Regions from separate parts of the Sus scrofa genome. Here region 1 is linked to region 2. A link is a contact called in public Hi-C data. All regions are on one chromosome and are shown on one strand. The core of a region is the stretch at or near the end of the contact, and the rest is flanking DNA. Distances in the headings are between cores, read along the strand shown.

Region 1 (4,530 bases), core at 1,716-4,215, 400 kb after region 2:
AATATAACTGTAGAATGATAGGCCTTGACAGTTTTGAGGGATGGAGCCTAGAACTTTGAGAACCCTCAAGAAGCCACATGCCACTGTATCATATATTTCCCCCATAAAATGCATACGTAATGCTGAGTATATATCTACAAAGCTATGATGTGATGAGAAGGATGGACCACCAGCTGGGCTCATGTACCAGCTAAGTGACTTGCTTCCTCATGCCCATATCCTAGTGCACAGAATTCAAATTTAGATCTCAGCAAAATGATACATGACTGCCTTTTACTCAGAAATAGTCCAAACTTTGAATAAGTCCATAATTAGCAACATCCTACAGAAGTTCCTTTTGGCTGAAGTGTTCAACAGGAATCAGCCCAGAGAATAATCCTGCTTGTTTTAAAATAAAAGGAAACGTGCTAGCATTTATTTGAAATTTCCTAATATTTCTTCTGTTTTGATAAAGCATGTCTGTACGAACAGATCCAAAGTTTAATCTTTCTCTCGCCTATCTAAACTTCTAGCTAAATCCAAGAAAAAATTTATCTGCAGATCAAGAAGCAGAACTCACCAGGCCTAGCCTTTCAATAGGCCTTGTAGACCTCTGGGAACCATCAAAAGAGTGACCCAGGGAGTTCCCTGGGGCACAGTGGGTTAAGGACCTGACCTCGTCTTCGTGAGGATGTGGGTTTGATCCCTGGCCCACTCAGTGGGATAAGGATCCAGCATTGCCATAAGCTACAGCAGAGGTTGCAGATGCTGTGGTGTAGCTCTGATTCAGTCCCTAGCGTGGGTACTTCCATATGCCTCAGGTGCTGCCATCTTAAAAAAAGAAGAAAAAAAAAAAGAAATACTCCTTAAAAAAAAAAAAAAAGAGTGGCCCACAGTAGCTTTCCCATCCATCCTAGGTCTGGGAATACTGCCAAATACAAGCCTTAGGGATAACAAGGACCCTCTATAGCTTTGGCTGGAGACAGCTATAACTTTGATCCCATCCCACCTCTCTCTCCTGATGGCTCTGGCAGCTGTTAAGATGAAGAGAAAAGGATACTGCAGGAAGAAACACGATTAAAATTGCAAGGAATGTGCACAGACATACACACACAGACCAAAACCAAACAGTGGCCTCTGTTGTTTGACTTGCTGCCATAAGAGTGGGCACTTTTCACCAGAATAAGAAGCAGTTACCGGGAAGAAACTGAGACCACACAGCAAAGCCCAGAGAAGTACCTGACTCAGCGAAGCCTAAATAGGTTTTTAGAAGCTTCAACTGAGAGCTTCGGTCAGCAGGAGCATGGATCAGGACACTAAGGATCTGGGAAGAAACAAACAGCAATTAAACCCACGGCCATTATCCTGTGATACCAACACTGCAAATCTGCTTTTGACCCCAAACCCTCTAAAACCAAAAAGAAAATGTCCTGCTTACTAGAAAAATATGTCCCTGTCCCCTTGAAGGTATAACACATTGACAAAAAGAGTTTAAGCCACATGGAAGCAGGTGGTTTAAATAATGAATTAGAGAGACTATTTCTGGATAGTAATTCCTGAACGTCACCTCTAAAAGCATTAAATTATAACAAAAATTCATAAACTATTAGGCAGCTGTTAAATGTGATCATTAGGAAAACTACACAGAAACATGAATAAATTACCCTTAAATAAGGCTGAGTGAAAAAAAATCAAAACATAAAGCACTTGGAATTATAATAAAACCTACATTTATTAAGGATTTACAATGGACATATATATACATACGAGTATAAATTAGAATAGAAAATGTTGTATTAAGATATGAGATTTGGGGGTGATCCTTTGTATTTTCTTGAAAATTTTCCTACATATTATTATAGCAATTTATCGATCAAATATAGTAAAGAGGAGTTCCCTGGTGGCCTAGTGGTTAAGGATCCAGCATTGTCACTGCTGTGGCACAGGTTCGATCCCTGGCCCTGCTCAGACGGTTAAGGCTCTGGTGTTGCTGGGGCTGTTTTGCAGGCCAATGGCTGTGGCCTTCACCTGGGAACCTCCATATGCTGTGGGTGTGGCCCTAAAAAAGACAAAAATAAAATAAAATAAAGGGTCTTTAGCAATTAAAAACTACTTTAAAAATAAATAAAATAAAATAGAGACCTACTATAGATAACCCACTTCATGAGATGATGGTAAGACAATATACGGCAAGTAAAACAAGCACCTTACACCTTGCCTGGCAGATAATTATGTTCAGTAAATGCTGGGTTCCTCATCTCTCCATTCCCTCCTCAGAAATCCACCACAGAAAAGTGAACCTACCTGTGACTAAGTTAATCATCAGGTCATTAATAATACCATTTGCCACTTATTATCTGCCTATTAAGAGATTCAGGGCCTGGCACATGGTAGGTTCCAGGTAAAGATGTGTTTAATGGATGGATGGAGGGAGGGAGGGAGAGTGGATGGATGGAGGGAAGGGGGAAGGGGGACAGGGATGGATGGAGGGAGGGAGGGAAGGAGGGAGGGGGATGGATGGAGGGAGGGAAGGGGGAAGGGGGAGAGGGATGGATGGAGGGAGGGAGGGAGGGAGGGATGGCTTGACTTCTATCTTCAGAATCCCAGAGGAAGATACATTGGGTTTGTTCTCTACATTTCCAAAGAATAAGTTGGGACCGGGAAGCACAGAGGTATTCTTATTTTTTGAGCAGAAAAATTGAGTCTGGTTAAGCAAGGATCTGGCTGTTGGAGAGGAGCCCTTGGGAAGAACAGAAGTGAAAGGAAGGCATCTTTGAGCAAGACACGTACGCTCCAGGTCAACGGGCTCTGCTGTCAAGAGCCACCCTCTTCACCCCTGGGTCTGAGAAGACAGCGCGCTGCCGTCCTTCCTTCCCAGATGCTCTGAGGCTGGACAACACTTAGGCCATCAGGGAGGGGCTGAGGGGCAGGACGGCCCAGAGCAGCGAGGCTCCCACTGATGCCAGCAGCATCCTGGAGTAATCAATCCCGGGTGGAAGGCCCGATTCAGCCACAGTCTGGCCTCTCGCGGGCCCAGGATCAGCTGCAGGGCATGGCTGCTTTCACTTAGTTTCCTTGCCCAGAAAGCTCCGAGGAGGTGAAGTTTCACGAGGAGCTTCTAATAAAGCCGTCCGACCTCTGAAGAGGCTGCCTCATCACCCGCCGCTGGGCTGGAAGGAATGTGGCTGTGGTCGTTGCTGCGCTGGAGAGGGAATTCTAGCTTTAGGTGGATGACGAAGACGAGAAAAACCCTTTCCAGCCTCAGATTCTGATTTCCTTGGAGCCTCATGCTCGCAAAGCTAGGCTTTCTACTGACACCTAGAGGCTTCCTTGGAAACATCACTCCAAACCTGAGCCCATGGAAGGCTCTACTCCTAATCAGTTCAAATTTCAGCTCCCCTTGGGCCTACAGGGGCTCCCCTTCTCCAGATATTCCCGGGGGAGGCATCTCAGAAAAGACTGAGTATTATGATCTTGCACTATCACCATCTCGACACAGCTGCAGGACCAGGACGGACACACAGAGGAAGGTCCTTCTCCTTCTCAGCCTTGAGGAGAAGGAAACAGGACAAAATAAGTTACCACGAGAGGTGCACCCACCCAGAGAGCCAATGTGAGGGGTGAGTGTGGTGAAAATTGAGAAAATAGAAAAGAAGTGGGGGGAAGGGCTTTGTGGAGAAGGAGTGAAATTAGAGATGATTCTTTTTTTTTTTTTTTTTTTTGCCTTGAAAAGGCTGCTTCTGCAGCATATGGAGATTCCCAGGCTAGGGGTCTAATCGGAGCTGTAGCTGCTGGCCTACGCCAGAGCCACAGCAACTCGGGATCCAAGCTGCATCTGCAACCTACACCACAGCTCACGGCAACGCCGGATCCTTAACCCAATGAGCAAGGCCAGGGATCGAACCTGCAACCTCATGGTTCCTAGTCAGATTCGTTAATCACTGCACCATGGCGGGAACTCCTAGAGATGATGCTTTTTTCTTTCTCTTTTTTGGCCACACCCACGACATGCAGCAGTTTCCAGGCCAGGGATCTAACCCGAGCCACAGCAGTGACCCAGTCCGCTGCAGTCGCACCGCCAGATCTTTACCCCCGGCACCACAAGCCAACTCCTCAAGCTGACTCCTAAGGCAGAAGTAACCCTGGGAGGGAAGGCAGGGTGGGAACAGATGGCAGGGATTTCAGCTCAGGAGCCTGAGCTTTGGCGTCCACAGACCCACGTCAGATTCCAGCTTCCCCTCGCAAGCCGGGACTTCAGCTAGTCTCTTGGAGTCTCGGAACACCAGATTGCTTTCCTTACAATGGGGATACTCATGCTTTCCCTGAAATTTGACTGTATGGATTAGAGAGAACACATGTAATTGGCTTGCTCAGTTTGGGTACAAGATAAGCACTCCAACGGCAGCTTGTATTGCTGCAGACTTGACACAGGGATGGACCTGGTGTGTTCATGGAATATAACAGAAGACAGTTTGACTAGAACAGAGCGTTTGTGTGGAAGCATAAGAAGAGAGCCGGAAGGAGTTCCCGTTATGGCTCAGTGGAAACGAA
Region 2 (4,743 bases), core at 978-3,477:
CAATATGGCACCCTAAAAAAACACCATATATTCAATACCTTGTGAAAAGCCATCATGAAAAAGAGCATTAAAATAATGTGTATATATATGTATATACGTATACGTATATATAACTGAATCACTGTGCTGTACAGCAGAAATTAATACAACATTGTAAGTCAATTATACTTCAAAAAATAAAATTTTACCAAAAAAAAGACCAAATGTGTAATTTTATGATGAGGCACTTTTGTTAGTGATGAGCCCAAAAGAACAGATCTGCTGCATACTAATGCCAGCTATTTTCCCTGGTAATCTTGGGTGTACTCTATGCAGTGAGTTGCAACAAATACTTTGCTCATTTGTATACAACTATCCAATATAAATATATACAGATATAATATTTGTTCCTCTGGCTGTCCTAATGCACTGTAAAGCTATTTCACAGTGCAAAATGATGAAACCAGCCCAAATGCAGGCTGCATAATAACAATGCTGGTACAAGAAAATATTTATAGGGTTACTAGGATATGTAAACAGTAGCTTGTATTTGCTAGAGCCTAAGTACCCCCATTTTAAAGACAGGGATGGGACTATGCTCTAGTCCTGGGGTTTTGGACAGTTTATGAGGTTGGGCAGTCGCTGGAGAACCAGCACGGTGGCTCGTGTTCTGGAAGCTTCCTCCATTTATTTGGTCAGGTGACTAAGGCGGTGTGGAAAGAAGGGGCCTGTCAGTTGAAGCCAAGATGCTGGGAGGACCATGTGCGTGGGGCTGAAAGGACAGGGGTGGGTGGGCCAATGCTCTGTGGCTGCGGGTCCCCAGGGTCGGATGCACTGGTGCGCGAGCGCTCCCTGGCGAGCCAGTCCGAGATGGACAGGTGGGGCTTCAACCGACTCACAGCTGAAAGTTCGCCTTCTCTCTCCCCTCTCTGTTCCTGCGCTGTCCAAAAATTCAAAACACAGATTTCGGCAGCATTTCTGTGCCCTCCTAGCGTGTCTCCGTCTGATGTTTTTCCTTTTGGCAGGATCCGTCTTGGGTTTTTGATTGCCTCCCCCAAACATGTCATCTGCTGGTGCTTTGGGCCTCAGTTTTAACCGATCAGCTATTTTCCTTTTCCAGGTGGGTTCCTGTTTCTCGCGTTCTCTTCTGGTTTGGGGCTGTCAGCAAACTCCCCGTTGATTTTCCTTCTTTCCTAACATCAAACACTTCGGCGATGGAAGGGGTTTCCTTCTCATTCTTGGCATCTCCCAGACTCCCGCTGACTTGAATCAAGCCGATTTCTTCCTGGACAGGGTATCACATTAGTTCATGGGAACTGCAGAGCTGCCTCCGGCTCCCTAAACTCGGTGTTAAACTTCCCCCGGTACAACTGACTTCACTGCCTTCGGAGTTTCTCCAGCTTGTCTTGGCGGCTTCTTGCAGCTTTCCTCGCAAACGCCTCTCCCGGGTCAGAGCCGCGGGGAAAACGGGGAAATCGCTCTCGCTGTCCGTCTCCACAGGCCGCCCCTCGCTGACCAGCTCACTCCTCTGGTAGTCGGCTTCGTCCCCCCTACGCTCGGCACCGACTGCACCTCGGGGCTCAGCCAGCTGGAGTCCAGGCTGGACCAGCAGGGCACGGGCGACGTCGTGGCATCATCGGAGGTGATGATGGTGACGGTGGCCAAGGACTCGCTGGGTTTCGCGTCGGGGCTGGTGGATTTCTTCGTGGAAGCCTGGGCACAAGTGCTAAGCAAAGTGCCATCATCGGACTCTGTCTCTTCAAAGAGGGAGGGCTTTGATGCCACGAAGGGCTTGGGGCTCTCCCTCAGGACCGCGAGGCTACGGCTGGGAGTGGGTGACTTTGAGCAGGACGGGGCGAGGGCTCCCCGGCCGGCGCGCTCTCTCCCCGCCCAGCGGTCTGATCCTCTTTAGCGGCGCTGGTGTCCTTCCTGGTGTTAGTCTCTTCGGAAGTGACGATCCTTTGCTTTCTGCCCACTGTCTCGCTCTCTTTTTTGGACTCTTCTTTAATGTCGTTGGGACACTGCTCTGCGTTTTCTTTAAGAAATACATTGCCCGGTTCATCCTCTGAGCTGCTGGGTCGGGCTTTCTCTTTTGGCTTTTTCCTCTTGCGCCTGGCGGCTCTGAAGATAGAGCATACAAGCAGGTCCCTGCTATACTAATCTTTTCTAGATCCCCAAGAACCCTTAGGTTTTGTGGAGTCACTAGTAGCTGAATCTGATCCATCTCCAGGGGGCACTCCTGTCCTTCCAATGTTGGTGAGTAAATGATCGACGTTGGGCAGTGGCTGGGAGTCTACTGTGCTTTCCTCCTGCGCTGTTGCAAGAGGTTCTTCAGCACCTTCTTCCGTGAAAAACCAGTCATGGTGCTGGATAAGTGTCTCCATGATCTTGTACTCTTCCGGCATGTGAGTGGCCATGTGGGTCATGTTATTCTCAGATGTTCTCATGAGAGTCGGGCCAAATACCATGGCGAGGTTTCTTGGTTCCATCTTATTTTTTTCTGAATTTTCTATCACTGTCTTCAGATGAGCCGAAGGAAACTTGAGTGTCTTGTAACGATGTTCAGGCAAATTGTGAATTGGTCTTTTCGGTGTTTTCAGACCACCTAGAGGATCTTTACAACTGGCTTCAATGAAGATGGCATATTTATCCTTTGTGAAGAGAGGTTCAGGGAGTTTTCTGAAGAAGGATTTCAGTAAACTGATTGCATTCAAATCTTGCCATTTGCCATCTTGGATATCGATATCAGCCATTCCCTTGTTGAGTTCCTCTGGCATACTGGAGATGCCTCCATTATTTCCGGGAACTCTGTAAATACCTGTATACTCAAGACCTCTTTCTTCAACTAATTTGCCACATATATCAACTATTCATGGAATATACCTATTAGTATGAGCTGGTAGGCAGTCATCCAGTCTGACTCCGAATGTTCCCATAGCAGTAGGCTTTTTTTTCAAATGTCTTCCTCATAATACTTGGAATGCCTTTTCTCCATGTGCCTTTGTCTTTGGGAGGACTGGTGTTGTCTTTAGTGAGAAGCTTCCTTTCTGAATCTTCCTTGGGAGGGTTGCACTTTGAGTCCAAGGCTCTGCTTTGGCACCAAGCAGAGTCTGTCGGATGCTGAGACTCTGGCGAGGGGTCTTTGGCAACGGCTCTGCTTTGCTGCTCATCAGACTGTTGTATTCTTTTATTCTTCGACTGATCAGATCCCTGTTCATAACTCCGGTGTCCTCCTCGTTTAAGGTGCTGCTCTTCTGGATGGTCTTGATCCAGGCTAACATGTCGTTCCGGTCTTCAGCCTGAAACAGGCATTCACAGTCGGACATGGTGAGTTGGAACATGTTTTCCCTCTTGGTCTTGCTGTAAGAGACGTCTATCAAGCAAGCATCAACAATGATGGGCTGTCCCTCTTTGGAGGGAGCCGTATGCTCCCATTTATCTTTGTACAGGTACAGAGAATGGCCCCGCAGTACAACATACATCTGCTTCCATGGCCAAATACCCCACCAACTCACTTGCCCTTATTGGAAATGTGAGGACTGACACAGTACCTTCTGAGAAGGTTGTAGATTTGCCCTTACTGGTGACAAGTCGTCTGAAATGAAGCCACCCTTACTTGGCAGCATCACTGAAAACCTCTAAGGAAGACTCTTTCCTGGATCCAGAGTCTTCTGATGACTTTTGGCTGTGCATGATCTTGATCCCCTTCAGGTTGGATCTAAAGATAGTTTTGCATCTTCTCTGTAATCATCCAGGCCGTTGTTGTATGATTTTGATCATTCTGTCTTTGAGCTGGGCTGGGCATCCAGGCTGGGAGGTCCAACAGATTCCCGGTCATGGGAGAGCTGGTGTCGAATTAAAGGAGCTGAAGTTGTGAGACTGGAAGGGACTGTTGCTATGGAGAGTACCTGAGAGGTAGAGGCAGAGATGACAGCAGAAGCAGGGATGTGTGAAGTATCATAATCAATGCTGGGACTAGTTGGTTCATCTATAAATGGGATGGAAGCCAAGGAGTCACAGGGGGACTGGTACTTGAAGCCTTCCTTTCCTCCACCTTTTCATATGGACTTCTCTGATAACAGGCTTGTTATGAATATACTTTTGTACATTTTATAGTTTTTCCAGTCTATGTGCTGATGGGAGTTTAGAGAATAGTAATTAACAGAGACGGGAGGAGCTGGAGATCTACTGCTGAACAGCCCTTCTGAGTGTCCACTGTAATTGCCAGATTTAAGTAAAATTCCAGAAGGTTCCAATGACCTGGAGCCTGTCTGATGGATCAGATGGGCAGTGGCAACGGATGCCGGTGGTGATGTGGTTCTTGGCACCACCTTTAAAGGGGTCTGCTCATTCCTGCCATACCACACTTCTTCAGTTCTGTGGGAGGGAACTGTGTGGTTGTTTCTGTTGGGTAACAAATCTACAACCTTCTCAGAAGATACAATGACAGTCCTTACACTTTCATTGCAGACACACACTGCTGTGTTTGACTTGGCCACATCTGGTGGTGATGGAGGCACTTGTATTTCCATTCTGTATAAAGTCTGCATTTTAAAGTCAACTTTGTATTATGCATGTTGCTACCTCTGCTTTGCTGTTGTTGTTGTTTCCGTTTGTATGCATTTTTTCCATCATCTCACTTTAGTTTGTATCTTTAGGTGTAAAGTCAGTTTCTTATACGGGGTTTTTAAGAATCCATTAAGCCACTCTTTTTTCATTTGAACATTTGGTCCATGTATATTTTTCTCTACATCTGGTGAGCAT

The links. A called contact is a pair of places that touch in the nucleus more often than the background predicts.
Region 1: a contact with region 2 is called in a Hi-C map of undifferentiated spermatogonia, with 2.2 times the contacts expected there. The contact joins two enhancer-like sites. A contact is called at or near these places in 12 of 47 Hi-C or Micro-C datasets (brain, embryonic fibroblasts, fetal heart ventricle and 6 more).

What each region holds. Positions count from the first base shown.
Region 1 is chr9:12,036,221-12,040,750 of Sscrofa11.1, forward strand. The region is part of intron 1 of LOC106504821 (a long non-coding RNA gene); the gene reads right to left. Among named protein-coding and RNA genes, the nearest start is that of AQP11, 27 kb to the right of the region's middle. Within about 2 kb of position 2,966, at least 24 of the 83 cell types and tissues checked have an H3K27ac peak or open chromatin away from gene starts, as enhancers often do. A contact at or near this core is called in undifferentiated spermatogonia, where this site is marked.
Region 2 is chr9:11,639,489-11,644,231 of Sscrofa11.1, forward strand. It overlaps the pseudogene LOC100622525. Among named protein-coding and RNA genes, the nearest start is that of PAK1, 330 kb to the right of the region's middle. Within about 2 kb of position 2,228, at least 2 of the 83 cell types and tissues checked have an H3K27ac peak or open chromatin away from gene starts, as enhancers often do. A contact at or near this core is called in undifferentiated spermatogonia, where this site is marked.